Linked DNA regions of Mus musculus: region 1 is linked to region 2. Evidence: chromatin contacts called from public HiChIP or PLAC-seq data. All regions are on one chromosome and are shown on one strand. Each heading gives the region's core, a stretch centred on a gene start, on an enhancer-like site or on the middle of the called end of the contact. The rest is flanking DNA. Distances are from core to core; before and after follow the strand shown. Region 1 overlaps Paip1 (polyadenylate binding protein-interacting protein 1). Region 2 holds the start of Nnt (nicotinamide nucleotide transhydrogenase).

Region 1 (3,115 bases), core at 89-2,588, 35 kb before region 2:
TCAGAACATTCTAGTACTAAAAATATGAAGAAAAAATTATGTCTAATAGGTTTTTTACTAAGGAAGAACTTAAATGTTTTCTTTCTTTCTTTCTTTCTTTTTTTTTTAAATAAGAATGTATGTGTATATCTAGTTCACCTGAAGGGTTAAAAAAAAAGAATCCTAAACCGGGTGTGGTGGCACACACCTTTAATCCCAACACTCGGGAGGCAGAGGCAGGCTGATTTCTGAGTTTGAGGCCAGCCTGGTCTACAGAGTGAGTTCCAGGACAGCCAGGGCTATACAGAGAAACCCTGTCTCAAAAAAAAAAAAAAAAAAAAAAAAATCCTTAAGGTCTTTTCTTCTCTTCTCTTCTCTTCTCTTTTCTTTTTCTGTGACACTGGAGACCGAATCTGAGCCTTGGGTACATGAGGCAGGCAACAATAAGCTGTCTCCCCAGCCATTTGTAATTTTTTTTTAGATAGGTTTTTTGCTAAGTGGTCCAGGCTGGCCTTGAACTTAGAATGTTACTTAGAAGAGCCCTCAAATGACAATCTTCCTACTCTACCTTCCCAGGATCTGGAAATTAGATTTTGCACTACCATATCCAACTAAATATATTACTCTTATACTTCCCATTTTACATTATCAGATTATACTGAGGGTAAAATACTAATTAAATAGTATTAAGACCTCTAATAAAACTGCAAACCACAGGTAAAATTTAATTACCTCAAACTCTCACCAGTTGAAACCACAAGTCCAAAGCAATTAATTTGTCTCTATTTCCAATGGAGATCGAAGGTGTCAAATAACTGATTTTCTCTTGCTCCATTTTTCCCTAACTTGGTCCACTTGCCTCACGTAGTGATGAACAGAAACCTTGGAGTTTATTACACTCACAGTTCCAAAGCATATGAACTAACACCAATCCATCTACCGTGGAGTCTAGAGGGAAATTATGATGTTGGCTACTATTACTAAAATGGATGTTTAGAGGATTTCATTTTAGTGGGTTTTTTCTTTCTTTTTAAATAGATGAAGTAGTAAGAAATGCCAGTAGAAGTGATTTGTTTTATAAAATTGATGTTGATAGTTCTCTTTTTACAAAGGACAAAGGAGAAGTCTGGACTGAATGTTTTCCAAATAGCCAGCTTATGATAGTTCCTTTTTTTTTAAAAACAGCAACAAAAAAAAACAACTTTCCTCCTCATCTTTTTTAAGACAAAGAAACCCTCTATTTCCTGGTCAGTGTGAAATAACAAGAAACTTACAATTCTAATTATCACAAGCTAAAGCCTAATTAATAAACACTGTCTTTTGAGTCAAATGCAGTAAGAGTTGTTATCTTCTCAAATATATTAAAGGAATTTCTCACCAGTAGATACACATAGGAAGGGCTAGTAATCAAAGGGCTAATGACAATTCAACTATCTAAACTTTTTTCTACTTTCTTTCCCGTTACAATTTTGTAGTTAAATTTGATAGATTTTTTTTCTTTTATAAATTTCTAAGACCATGAGATATTAAGACACAGTGATGTGCCCAAGTAAATCCTTACTGCCATACATGGATGATTTCCCAGGTGAAAGACCCTGAGTCTCTAGAAGCTATTTTCAATGATAAGAACTTGTGCTTATTTCACAAAGGTGAAAGAACAAAGACCAGATTTCCCCGCAATACCACTGTAACTTCACTCTGTCCTTTTCAAACTACTAAGACATATACTTTTAAGGGTAGCATTGTGCTATTTCCCATTCATATTAGCAGCACTTTTTCAAATCAGTGTCTTTGATAGTATTACAGCACTGTAGGAGATCACAATTGGAAAGAAAACTCAGAACAAAGAAAACTCAAAGATAAGTTGAATAAGGTGGTCTTTCTGGCATCATACCCTGCTTCTATTCCACCTTCTCTGTCCAGATACGGCAGATTGTACTTAATTACAGTAGTTTTTAAAAGTATATGTAACTTTGTCATTTTTTTCCCAAACTGTATTTATCCAGAGCTATTTGAATTTTTTTTTCTTTAAAACTTGACTGTTTTTATGTGTCTGGGTGTTTGCCTACATGTCTGTGTACCATGTGCATGCACGTTGCTCACAGAAGAAAAGAAAAGCAGGCCAGGACTAGAGTTACAGATGGCTGTGAGCTGCCATGTGGTGCTGGGGATCAAACCCAGGTCCTCAGGAAGAGCAGCCAGATGCTTTTAACTGCTGAGCCATCCCTCCAGCCCCACTAGGCTTTTTTTTTTTTTAAACTCATTCTTAGAGAGCTCCTTAACTAATGCATAAAAAGAGCTCACTGCTATGTATAAAATTTCTTCTTCTTCTTTCCCCCCCGAGACAGGGTTTCTCTGTATAGCCCTGGCTGTCCTGGAACACACTCTGTAGACCAGGCTGGCCTCGAACTCAGAAATTCACCTGCCTCTGCCTCCCGAGTGCTGGGATTAAAGGCGTGCACCACCACGCCCGGCTAAAATTTCTAATTTTACTTTATATAAATTCTGACTTTCCCCAAATGTAATTTATATTTAATTTTCTAAATTTAAGTTTGTGGTCTACAATGTCTTGCTTAAAATAGCTTTGACAACCCAAGATTTGTTTACTTATTACTTTCCCTAGTTGTCTCATTTTAGTCTGATGTACTAATCTGGTATAGGACAAGAACCCATCTCTACTTTTTCTATTTCTATAAATAACTATCCACTTAACTGCTAACACAATTCATCTTTTATAAGTGTATTTGAAGTACCACCTTTATCAATGATTTAACTTTTAAATATTTTTAAATTTAAATATAAGTACATCATTTATTTCTCCCCTTCTCTCTCCTCTCATGAACCATTTCCCCCTTCAAATATATGGTCTCTAGCCTCTTATGCATATGGTATTTGGACTGACCACTTGGTATTAAGTAGATAACCAATGGCTCTTCCCTAGGTGTAATAGATAATTTTATGTCAACTTGAAACATGCTAGAGTTACCTGACAGAAAGGAACCACAATTGAAGAAATGCCTTCATAAGATCCAGCAGAAGGGCATTGTCTTAATTAGTCATTGATATGCAGGGCTCAGCCCACTGTGGGTGGTGCCAGCCCTGAGGGAGGGAGTTATCTTCTGCATTCCATAAATAA
Region 2 (2,951 bases), core at 286-2,785:
AGCTATTAAGGAAAATGAAATTATGAAACTTGCAGCTAAATGGGTGAAACTGGAAATATTATAAAGAGCAAGGTAACTTCAGTTCATTAGTTTTGTGTATTTGGAGTACGTCAGGAAACCAGAAAAGGGCCAGTGGGGTGGAGAGTTCCCTTAAGGAAGGAGGGATGGTAGAACACTGTGTAAAAATGATTGTGGAACAGTTCCATTAGAGAGGTAGGAGGCAGAGGAAGGAGCAGGACAGGGGAATGCTACTCAAAATGAGGGGAGGGGGAGTAACAAAAACAACACTAAGAAAGAAAGCATTGGAAAACATAGAGTATGAAGGCAGATGCCCTTCAAGGCTAGACTTGCTGATTGTAGAAAAGCCTTGCACGTGAACTCCGAACTACTTACCACACAGTCCGCAGCACAAAAGAGTTTAAAATGGTTAAGGACTTGCCTCATTGTACCTGCAGTATTACTATCTGTTGACTTACGATTATTATTTTAAAACACCGGGCCGAGTCCTTTCCTGCCTTCCAGTTCTTCTGCCACCGGAAGAGTTTACTCCAGATTGCTGTGCGGAGTCCAGTAGCCCAATGACCCTTTCTGCTGTATAAAACACAAGGCATTCTCTAAATAAGGGGTTCTCTGTGGTTCACTTATTTTTAAAAGATACTGAATGTCTGTTTTTTTTTTTTTTCTTCTGCCTGTTAAAATATTTCAGTTAAATTAAAAGCAAGGGGCTGGTGAGATGGCTCAGTGGGTAAGAGCACCCGACTGCTCTCCCGAAGGTCAGGAGTTCAAATCCCAGCAACCACATGGTGGCTCACAACCATCTGTAACAAGATCTGACGCCCTCTTCTGGAGTGTCTGAAGACAGCTACAGTGTACTTACATATAATAAATAAATAAATCTTAAAAAAAAAATTAAAAGCAAGCAAGCAAGCAAACAAACAATCTTACACTGACGTTTCCTTTAGACTCAGCGCTGGGTAAGTTTAATCAGTGTACCTGCAGAGCAAGTAACAGAATCTAATCACTAACCAATAACTAGGTCGTTATGTTTTGATTTCCTTAATCAGGAACCTTAACAGGGACGTCAACTACAATTACATTCTAGACACTGCCTATGTTAATAGTAGCGCAGGGTTTCCTCTTGGCTGGCCTCGCTGTTGAAGCCAAATATGCACATGTGTGTGTTCATTTTCAGGCCTTGACTTCGTTTGTGAGGAATTTAACCCCACCCCCGTCCAGAATGGAAAAACAACGCCCCCATTCCCGCCCTCGGCTTCCTCCCGCCTAAGTCTTCTCCAGTTACAGAAGTTCGGATTTTTTTTTTTTTTTTTTCCTAGAGAGTTAGAGGAAAAGTCCGGCCCAAGAGTGGAGTTATAGTATCCGTTTATTTGCTCTGCTGGGAGACCGGTGAGGAAATCACACTTTGTAACTTAGTCTCCTGGGGGGAAAGAAGAGGTACGAATTCCTAAAAACTTGAGTTGCAGTGCTTGGCATCGGGTTTGATTGACAGAGGCCGATTGAGCAAGAGCAAGGGGGCGGGGCTGCGGGCCTGGGGCCCTGGCAGAGACAAAGGGGCTTCAGCGGCCACCCGGAGGGGACCAGCTGCTGCGCTGTAAGCGTGCATCTGGTGGAGTCTTTTTCTCCTTTGCAGACTGGCGATCGGGCCAAGCGGGTTTGGCAGGAGGCTCGGGGAGGGGGAGAAGGGGTGCCGAAAGGGGGCGCGGGTCCGGGTCTAGGCAGCCCTGTGTCACGTGGTCGCCGCCGCCGCCTCAAAGTTGGGGCTGTTCTTCCGGGTTGGAGGCACAACGCCGCGGGCCAACCCCGGGTCTGCTAGCTCGGCGTGGCGTTTGCTCGCAGCCCGGGGTCGCCATCTGTCCCGCCTGCCGGTCCAGGTGAGCCAACCAGCCCTGCAGCGCCTAGGGGCTGCTGGAAAAGGCGGGCAGCCAGCGCAGATCCCCGGTCCCTCGGCGAAGGGGACCCGAGAGAGAGCAGCAGGGGGGCGGGGTCGGCTGTGTCTAGCAAGTGGGGCGCAGAGGCTCCTGCAGGAGACTGACGGAGAAGGAATGCGGTATATGCCTCGGGGCTCCTTTTGTGTGTGCGTTCTATTGGGGTGACATGGAAAGGAGTGAGAGGGTAGAGGTGGGAACGGAGTCCCGGCAGAAGACAAAGTAAGCAAGTGACAGCTGTGCAGGTGCAGATCTTGGATCCTGGGGTGGGGGTGGGGTGGGGGCAAGGGCTGCAAAAGTTGTACGTAGTCATTTTGGCCCTTAGAGGGACTGGAAGAGAGGTCGTAGAGGACTTTCGATGAATGGTTTACCTAGAAGAATGACAGCTGGGCGCTCCTAAGTTGTACTTGAACTTTGAGAGTGTTCAGGCGGGGTGTCCAGTTAGGTGTATAGGAAAAGATGTGACTGTAGGTCCGGGCTGACTGGTGGTAGTTTCTGAATACTGAGAAAAAGGGGTTTGGATTGGTAAGTCACGGTGGGCTCTATTAGAGGTCAGGGTGTAGTTCTGGCCAGAGCTGGTTCAAACTTGAGAGGCACAATAACTACTATGTAGCCAGAGCCAATGGGCTTCCACAGGAGGTTATAAATAGCGGTCCAGCTGCACGTGCCAGAGGGTGGCAGTTTAGTTGCTGAGGGAGGGGCAGCACCTGTGACAGGAGCCATGGCTGCAGTGGCTTTGGGAGAGGTCACGCTGCCTGCCAGGATAGGGTATTGTGTCCTTGTTGGTATGCCTAGCTTTTAAAAGCATGACTTTGTTTATGCTTGCAGGTGCCCTTTATTTGTCCTACGGTAGTGTGCAGTCCTTAGAAAACTTTGGAGGCATGGGGCTTGCTTGCCCACTGAACCCCCTTTTTTGGGCAAATCTTGGTTATTTTTCCTTTCTTACTTTATTATTCTTATTATACTTTTTTATTTCGAGACGAGGAAGATCTCGGTCTGTAGCCTTGG

The links. HiChIP or PLAC-seq counts read pairs in DNA pulled down with a chosen protein or histone mark.
Region 1: a contact with region 2 is called in an H3K27ac HiChIP or PLAC-seq map of microglia, with 3 times the contacts expected there. The contact joins the enhancer-like site here to the promoter of Nnt in region 2. A contact is called at or near these places in 17 of 39 promoter capture datasets (the 3T3-L1 cell line, 3T3-L1-derived adipocytes, the C10 cell line and 14 more), 1 of 15 datasets of contacts at CTCF or cohesin (CD8 T cells), 15 of 484 Hi-C or Micro-C datasets (CD4 T cells, Sertoli cells, astrocytes and 9 more), 10 of 115 datasets of contacts at active chromatin or transcription factors (the HPC-7 cell line, the SCID.adh cell line, embryonic stem cells and 4 more) and 3 of 9 other capture datasets (adipose tissue, liver and pancreatic islet).

Annotation. Positions count from the first base shown.
Region 1 is chr13:119,442,419-119,445,533 of GRCm38.p6, reverse strand. The region is part of intron 4 of Paip1 (polyadenylate binding protein-interacting protein 1); the gene reads right to left. Among named protein-coding and RNA genes, the nearest start is that of Paip1, 15 kb to the right of the region's middle. Within about 2 kb of position 1,338, at least 6 of the 459 cell types and tissues checked have an H3K27ac peak or open chromatin away from gene starts, as enhancers often do. A contact at or near this core is called in microglia, where this site is marked.
Region 2 is chr13:119,407,841-119,410,791 of GRCm38.p6, reverse strand. Nnt (nicotinamide nucleotide transhydrogenase) reads left to right here and starts at 1,535. Exons shown (of 17, transcript NM_001308506.1): 1 at 1,535-1,889.